3 separate regions of the Lactuca sativa genome follow, and regions 1 and 3 are each linked to region 2. A link is a contact called in public Hi-C data. All regions are on one chromosome and are shown on one strand. The core of a region is the stretch at or near the end of the contact, and the rest is flanking DNA. Distances in the headings are between cores, read along the strand shown. Region 1 holds the start of LOC111877285 (thiamine thiazole synthase, chloroplastic). Region 2 holds the start of LOC111877286 (DDRGK domain-containing protein 1). Region 3 holds the start of LOC111877284 (protein translation factor SUI1 homolog).

Evidence for each region. Hi-C and Micro-C count contacts between places; a contact is called where the count stands out from the background.
Region 1: a Hi-C map of seed shows a contact between it and region 2, with 5 times the contacts expected there. The contact joins the promoter of LOC111877285 here to the promoter of LOC111877286 in region 2. A contact is called at or near these places in 3 of 4 Hi-C or Micro-C datasets (leaf and seed).
Region 3: a contact with region 2 is called in a Hi-C map of leaf, with 4 times the contacts expected there. The contact joins the promoter of LOC111877284 here to the promoter of LOC111877286 in region 2. A contact is called at or near these places in 2 of 4 Hi-C or Micro-C datasets (both in leaf).

Annotation. Positions count from the first base shown.
Region 1 is chr7:196,272,757-196,275,870 of Lsat_Salinas_v11, forward strand. It overlaps LOC111877285 (thiamine thiazole synthase, chloroplastic), which reads left to right and starts at 1,637. Exons shown (of 3, transcript XM_023873807.2): 1 at 1,637-2,034; 2 at 2,482-3,042. The coding sequence starts at 1,690.
Region 2 is chr7:196,425,285-196,428,193 of Lsat_Salinas_v11, forward strand. It overlaps LOC111877286 (DDRGK domain-containing protein 1), which reads left to right and starts at 1,526. Exons shown (of 9, transcript XM_023873809.2): 1 at 1,526-1,724; 2 at 1,986-2,107; 3 at 2,223-2,331; 4 at 2,412-2,518; 5 at 2,655-2,756; 6 at 2,842-2,909. The coding sequence starts at 1,991.
Region 3 is chr7:196,222,147-196,225,122 of Lsat_Salinas_v11, forward strand. LOC111877284 (protein translation factor SUI1 homolog) reads left to right here and starts at 1,481. Exons shown (of 5, transcript XM_023873806.3): 1 at 1,481-1,636; 2 at 2,388-2,487; 3 at 2,587-2,792; 4 at 2,901-2,954. The coding sequence starts at 2,451.

The sequences.
Region 1 (3,114 bases), core at 387-2,886, 150 kb before region 2:
TTATTTGATAACCGACATGTATACACCATTAATGTCCAATTGTGGCTTTGCATATAAGGGTTTGTCAAATTCCTTATTTTTCATAACACTTCGTCTAATGGTAGAACGACTTGTTAATATAGTAATTGATGTTTTTATTTGATTAGTTATGTCAATGGTAGATTATAAAAGTGGTCGAATGACAACTCTTCTTGGTAAAACTATAAATTAACCAAATGAACACAAACACAAACAACGGTTTATTCATGTTCGTTCATTTAAGCTTAACCAAACAAAAGAAGAAACATGAACATATAAACAAACGGGGTTTTTTGTTCACATTCCTTATTTAAAAGATTATTTTGTTAATGTCTGTTAATGTTCATTCGTGAAAATGTTAAACGAATATAAATAAACATAAACATCCAAACACTGATAAATGGTTCATAAGTTTGAGCCATTGAGGCATTCTAACCTACACTTCCAATGAATGTTTTAACTTTTAACCTTTTGGCGTTTTATTGCATTGTGCTAATACATATTTACAAAAGTATCCTTTATAAAAAAACATAAGCGAGCGAACATAAACGAACATATATGATCAAGCATAAACAACCAGTAATAAACGAACATAATCGAAGGTTCAAGAACATATGTGAGCAAACAAGATTTCTTTTATGTTTGTTCGTTTAACTGAACCAACCCAATTTTGTTCTTGTTAGTTCTTATATTGAATAAATGGAAATCTAGTTGTATGGTTCACCAAACGTTCGGTTTATTTACATCACTACTTCACAAATCATGAATTTTCATCCATCCATGAATCAAATTGTTTTTAAAAGCGAGTGCCACTCCTGCCGAAGTAGTTTATGTGGTCACATGACAATACTTGGATAAGATGGTCGACTGATAAGAAAACCGAGAATATGAAAATTTGTTGAACAAATTTGGACAAGTTTACAAATGTGAGATTCAAGTATATGAAACATGAAATATAAGATCATGAAATTTGTCAAGAATACAATTTTAAAGTGTGCTTTTTGAGGTGTGTTAAACCAAAACAACTCTCTACATAACATAGAGGTAAAATGGTCAAAATAGGAATCAAATGACCATATATCGTAGATTAAAAATATTCAATTTTCACAAAGAAACAAAAGATGACTAATGACGGGTTTTTTTTACCAAAACCGGGCCTAATGTAATCGAACTGGACCAGCCCCTTTAAAATTGGGTTTTCCATTAACGGGTCTGGGTTCTCGGGTCTGGGTCAACCAAATCAGTCAACTGGTCCAGACACAACTTACATAATGTTGTTAGATATTTTGAATTTAAAATAGTGCCCTTTAAAATAATATATTTTATTTTTGTAATAAAGTGTTTGACAATGATAAAACTATTTAAAAAGGGCCCATTTAAAAGTTGGGCAACTTAGTGCTCAAAAAAGAAAATTTAGTGGTCCAGCCCTCTAATATATGAAAGTTGAAATTTTTAAGAAAAGACACCATGGCCCACACATTGCAGGAAAGAGCCCCACCATAACTAATTCTAGACCCTTCACACCCTATCCCTCCTCCACACCCTCACGTGCCTCTCGAGATATTTCAGTATTTCACTACCTTTCTATTGCTATATAAGTCAAGTACTCAACCACCGCTTAAGACACACTTCACTCACCTTCTTCATACAAACCTTTCAAGCTCTTAAACAATGGCGTCCATGGCTACCACCTTTGCCTCGTCTCTCTCCACCAAGACCAGGACCTCTTTCCTGGACCAATCATCGTTCCATGGCGTTCCGGTGGCTTCTCCGACGCGGATCCAACCAATCAAATCGAACCAAAGCAAGAACACACCGATCACCATGTCTGCTACCCCGTATGATCTCGGATCGTTCACCTTTAGTCCGATCAAGGAAGCGATCGTGTCTCGTGAAATGACGAGAAGGTACATGACTGATATGATTACCTACGCCGATACCGATGTCGTTGTAGTCGGCGCTGGCTCCGCTGGTCTCTCCTGTGCTTATGAGCTTAGCAAAAACCCTGACGTTCAGGTACCTTATCTTTTTTACAGTTGTTTCTCTATATTTAACATCTGCATGTTTGATCTATTACATGCTGTTCCTTTTTCTAGCAGATTCGGTGTTATTTTGTTCCGATTTTTATGGATTCAACAAAAGTTCATTTCCATTCCGTTTGTTGATATTTATGCTCGATCTGATGCTATCCATATCAAATGATCATATATTCAACTCCGATTCAACCGATTCATAGTTTAATTTGAAGCAATTTTTTTTTTGTTTTCTTCTGGATGATTTTTTTGTTGTTTATTGCTTCGAGGTATATATACCTGATGCTCTGATTTTCGAAGGTTACATGGATGTCTTTATCATCATGTCATTATTTCTTCCTAAAATAAGATCTGCGTATCAAAGTTATTTAATTTGTTAATTACGATACGATCGTATATAAAATTATACTACAACTCTGAATAATTACAGGTCGCCATCATCGAGCAATCTGTGAGCCCAGGAGGTGGAGCATGGCTCGGAGGTCAACTCTTCTCCGCCATGGTCGTCCGCAAGCCCGCACACCTCTTCCTCGACGAGCTTGAAATCGAGTACGACGAGCAAGAAGACTACGTAGTCATCAAACACGCGGCTCTCTTCACCTCCACCATCATGAGCAAGCTCTTAGCCAGGCCAAACGTGAAGCTCTTCAACGCAGTAGCAGCCGAGGACTTAATCATCAAGGGAGGTAGAGTCAGTGGCGTTGTAACTAACTGGGCTTTAGTCGCAATGAACCACGACACACAATCCTGCATGGACCCGAATGTAATGGAGGCTAAAGTGGTTGTGAGTTCATGTGGACACGATGGACCCATGGGTGCTACAGGAGTGAAAAGGCTCAGAAGCGTTGGATTGATTGAGAGTGTTCCTGGGATGAAGGCTCTTGACATGAACGCTGCTGAAGATGCGATTGTGAAGTTGACTAGAGAGATTGTTCCTGGTATGATTGTTACAGGAATGGAAGTTGCAGAGATCGATGGATCTCCAAGAATGGTAATTAATTAAAATCGATTACTTATAATTTATAAAATATAATCCATCTTTTTTTTTTTTTCTTGAAAATGA
Region 2 (2,909 bases), core at 276-2,775:
CCAATTAAGGTATTCATTCCACCTTACGTTAAATTACTGAATTATATTTGTATGATCATCTATTTTCTTCGGTTATGCTTAACGGGATCACCGTTTGGAATTTTGAGATGCAAGATCACTTAGTTTTGCATTTATTAGCTTACAATCTACTCATATACCTCATATTGATAATTACTATTTGTTTTAATAATCTCTGTAATTAATGAGACAAGAGTTATACTCTAACGAAATAGTTCTCCATGAAACTTAAAATATGAATACAACATTGGCTTAATGACTATTCTGTTGATAGAGGTTGAAAGTAAAAAAAAAAAAAAAAAAAAAAATCATTACATTTTACATTTCAAGTCTTCCCAGTTACGTAGGTATCACAAGATTTCTAGGGCTATTTTTAATCTGGATTTTTATTTAGATATAGACATAAATTTGGAAATTAAGTTAAGAATTTAGTTTTTTTTTCACAGATAAAATTGGGTGGACCTGGGTACAAGGAAATATATTATAAAGAGAAGGTAAATTTATCACATCTAAAGGAGATTGAAGAGGTTAAAAGGAAAATGGTGAGTTACTTTGAGTCTTTTAAGTTTTACCATAATTTTTATTAACAAACACAAATTAAAAATGAATGACCGCACCGACTACTAAGGTTGCAGATCATGTTGTTCCTATTAAATGCAGATGAAGTTTATGTAACGTATATTATCTATCTTGCAGATTGTATAACTTGGGCTGATAAGTCGAACTGATGATGATAAAGCAAGTAGGACAACATTGACTCCAACAATGAAAAGATGTTGACCAGGATGAAGAAAAAGGACAAATTCTCTTGCAAATATGTGGCTTTCCCCATTGTTTAGTGGCAACTCATTCTTTAAATTCATCAATCTTAGCTTGATATATTGTCACTGTGGTGAAGGCTTAGGATCAAAATTCAGAAGTCCATGGATTTTGTTGTTGGATTCACTCTCCAACTATCTGGAACATGTGATAAGAAAGTAATGTTTCATTTATATATTCATTTGTCCCTTTATGCTTCTAGGGTTTGTTTGGCTAATGAATTCTAGCATAATTGTAAATGTAATATGAGATTCCATTTCAGTGCATGTTTGGTTGCAATAAATGCATTCCATTTATACAATGAAACGGAAAAAAAAAACACTTTCTAATGCTCCGCGCATGAGCATCTTCCCTAGTTTATATTAAATAAAAGGTTATAAGTCAAAAGTTACTTCGAATAATTTTTTCTTTTATTTTTAGCTTTATTTTTAGTTTTTTTTATACATATCCAAAGTTACTCCTTATGTCAAACAAACAACGAATAGATTAGGAGAGCATAACACTATAAACGATTAACCTTTTTGGATGATTAGTTTATTAAAACGTGTAAAAATAATTTTGAATTAATGCACCTTGGTATGCCGAATCCGATATGGCGATATGCATACTAGAAGCCCATTGAGGCCCAATACGGCCGGATCAGTTTTGTTAAATTGAATTCAAAACTGAATCGGGCAAAGATCCGTCCGAAATACGGTTTCAATTACTTTGAAACAACAATTTCCGGATAATACTCTGATCGAAAGATCCGATTGCTATTTTCATTCGAACATGTTTTTGCAGAATTCGGAGACGATTATTGAAGCTTATTGAAGTTCATAATCGAAACTATTGCACAATTTCATTACTTACTGCTAATATAGCTTGTTTGTAGTGATCGTATCAAGGTACTTTCTTCCAGAAATTTCGTGGGTAAGCCCTAAAGCGTTTGTAGAATTAATCATCAATACACTTCATTTCCTTTTCATAATTCATTGATTATGCGGTTCTTGAATTCAATTGCTTTACTTATGTTTCAGAACTTTTAATTTCAGAATCTCTATTGCGTGTTTGAAGTATATTTGGCTTGATTAATTCAGACAAATGCGTACTCGTTTTATTAACTGTTTGGAAAATTATTGAACTGATACTTGTTAATCTGAGCACAGATAAGATGGAGGACATGTTCGTTGCAATCCTTTCGATGCTTCTTATTGTTGCTTTAATTCCACTTTACCTATGGAAACGCCGTCAGGTCCCGCAGTCTCACGACGAACAAGAAGAACCTCAGGTTAGGGTTTACAAACAATTGTGGTGTTTGATTATGATTTTCAATCCCTCGTGATCTTAACATGTTAATTATTCTCGAAGTAGCACTTATTTTCAATTTCTTAAAACATAAACAGATTCAGCAAAGGGAAACTGTTGTGCGACCTACTGGTGCTCGTAGCAGGATGCGTAGAAGGAATACTTCTGCAGCAAGCACATCTTCTGCTCCACCACAAGCTGAAGAAGGTTTGCGATTCAATCACTTTAACAATAATTAGAATAATAACAAGAACAACAATAGCAATAAGAATCATGGATTTAAGCAGAAACTGAAGATGGAAGTGATGAAGAAGCTGTTGAAGGTGAATATTACAATGCAAAGACATCAAAGAAGAAAGGAAGGAAGAGAGAGGAAGGCCAAGCACAACGCCAGGTGCTTCGATATTCTCTTAAAACTCTCCTCAACTTCTTTATTCCCAAGATCTTATTCAGATCATGTTTCTTGATTCTTTTTTTTTAAAAGATTCCAAAATAATTAGTAAAATTGTGGTTATATTTCCAACTTGAAGGCTGAAGAGGCTGCAAGGGAGTCAAGAAATACAAAACAAGATCGTTATGCAGAAATAAGAAGGAGGAAGGATGAAGAACATGAAGCAAGAGAGCGTATGCTGGTTGATTTCTATCTTTTACTTTTCACATCTTTTTTTTTTTCATGATTTGGTTTTTTGCTAAATAAATTTGAACTGTTGGATAAAGGAAGAGGAAGCTGAGGCCAGAAAGGCGAAAGAGGAGGAAGCTGCAGCCTTAGAGTTTGAGAAATGGAA
Region 3 (2,976 bases), core at 231-2,730, 200 kb before region 2:
CTTTAGTCATCGGAAAGTTTACCTAGCTCCGACGAACAACACACACATACACAACTCTTCGTCTCTCCAGATAAACACAGACAAAAATTCAGGAAATCTAACATACAAGAACACATTAAAAGCCTAGAAATCTTATGTACAAGAACACAAACATATGAACATAGCTCATAGTACACACATACTCTGATGAACCTAGAAATGATTAAACACAAATGAGACCAGACAGACACATCTGTTCAAGATCTGATTAAACACATGACTCATCTACACTTTCCCTGAACTAAGGTTTTTTAGGCTAGCAACTATGGTGGTTATCCGATTTTCAAATCAGTCTTAGACCCACCCTCGGAAAACCAAAACCCTAGATCGGAGATATTGTGAAGACATTAACGTTTACAGATCTAGACGGAGGCGGCGAGATCGAAGATCGAAGCAAGGGTTAACAGATAAATGTCGGCGTTGTGAAGGTAGTCCCAAATGATGAAGACGATGGTGGTAGCCTCCATTTGGCTCTCAAGTTTCTAGCACCGACGGAGTCTAAATCAACCAAATAAACGAAGATAACGATCTCGCTGAACTCTTTGTCACTTGAGTTTCCAGCTTCGCCGCCACCGCCTTAATCTTTCAGGGTTAGGTTTTCACTGCCTGATGATTAGGTTTTTGGTGTCGGAGTTTGTAGATCAAGATACATTCCATCGAGCTTGTTTTCCAGCGGTGTTGCGAACCAGTTACATCCCATCGAACATTTTTTCCGGCGAGATAACGTAAATCGAAGGAGAAGGGTGAAATTTTTTTGGATTTGTCTAGAAGAAGATAAGGTGAGGATTTGTCTTGAAGAAGAAGGGGATGGAGGGTTTATGTTTGCCGGTGAGAAATTAACACACCCCCCAAAAAAAAGTTTGTCGAGATCGAGAGAGAGAGAGAGAGAGAGAATATTATTTTTGTTTTATTTTTAATTGGTTTTTAATTTCTATAATAAAAGAAAATTATAAAATAAAATAATAAAGGATAAATCCGTCATTATAAAATGTTTCAAAAATTTTGGACTAAAATCGCAACAAATTGAAAAGTTTGGACCTCTGGTGCTAGTCCAAACCTTTTTGGACCAAAGTGGCAATTTTCAGCTAACCATAGGGACCATTTATGCAGTTTTGTCTTTTTTATTTTCTTGTAATCATAAATGTAGTTAAATAAATAAATAAAAAGAGAAAAACAAAAAGTAAGGGCAATAGTGTCATTATAAAAAAGTTTAAAACAAATTGGACCAAATTCGCAACAAAATAAAAAGTTTGGACTTCTGGTGCTAGTCCAAACTTTTTTGGACCAAAGTGGCAATTTTCAGCTGACCACAGGGACCATTTATGCAGTTTTGTCTTTAATATATGAAAATTGTTTAGGGTCGGAGATGGTTTTAGTTTTAAAAGATAGAATGAAGTTGAATGTTGTAAGATAGTTCAGGGACTATGATTATAAATATATTCTTCCATAAAGATAAAGATGAATTCGTCGCTACTTTGCTTCTTTTCTTCACTTGTGATCGAACCGACTTAACTCGCCTGCTTGGATTTGTCCGGACTTTTTAGGGTTTCTTCTCTCCCTTGGTGTGCCCTCATTCAGAACCCTAATCGTTTGCCAGGTATTTGAGATATAGTTCAATAATTTATCATTGATTTTCTTTGCCCTGACATAATCATATTCTAAATGAACTGCAATCCTCTGATGAATTAGGTTTTTTATTTGGGTTTTCCCTAATTTTTACTGTTGATCTCTTTTTGTTTACCGCTGAAGCTGTTTTTTTGTGAAGATTACTTGATTCTTGTATGTATTTCTGATTAACAGTCTTCGCTTATTCCATCGATTGCGATTTTAGGGTTTTTGTGTTTATTATATATGTTAAGATTGATTCCTTGTATCCATGGGTTGTAGAAGTACGATATTGATGCAAGACCCATTTTCAAAAAGAAAGATTTCGATCATACCACCAATATAGAACTAGAGATTCTTGTTTTTTCTTCTTGGTTCTTTTGATCATCTTGGCATCCCACAAGATAATTAGATAACTAAATACGATTATTTTACAAAATCAAATCTCTCAACTCTCAAGCATGTTCTTCAATCAACTTATGTCAGTATTTCTGTGTGTGTGTGTAAAGATGGAAGATGATAAAGCCACCACAGTTATCGTGACATTTACCAAATTTTCTCAGATATTCTTCTCATTTTGGGTATTTTATTTGTAGATGTTTAGTGATATAAACTTATTATTTGTCGTCTGAATAATAAAGTTCATTATATTTCTTCATGAACTTGATTATCATGTATCTTAGAGTTGTTTATACCATGACTCCATCTTTTAAAGCTATAGTCTCCTTTTGATCTTTATACAGATCTAAGCAACACTTGTGTTAAGAAAAGCTTCGGTTTCCATTTCACTTTACCAGGAAACTTTCATGTCTGACCTCGACCTCCAGATTCCCACTGCTTTTGGTAAGTTCTTTCATCTCAACAAAAAATCTTACATTGTTAATACTGATTTTTCCAAATCTTGAAGGTAAATTTTTAATCTTTATTTTTTTGTTTCAAAAGACCCGTTTGCTGAAGCTAATGCTGAGGACTCTGGTGCTGGATCAAAAGAATACGTTCATATTCGTGTTCAACAGAGAAATGGTAGAAAAAGCTTGACAACTGTTCAAGGGTTGAAAAAAGATTTTAGCTACAATAAGATTTTGAAGGACCTTAAAAAGGAGTTTTGCTGTAATGGCACTGTTGTTCAAGATCCTGAACTAGGCCAGGTTTTTACTTTTATTTTTTTAAAATCTTACAAGCTTATTGTTATTATTATTATTTTATTTTTGCTTTTAAATTTCGGATTTCTCACATTCTCTTATGTTGTTTTGAAGGTCATTCAACTTCAAGGTGACCAGAGAAAGAACGTCTCTGCCTTTCTTACTCAGGTAACTTTTTTCAATGTATGCT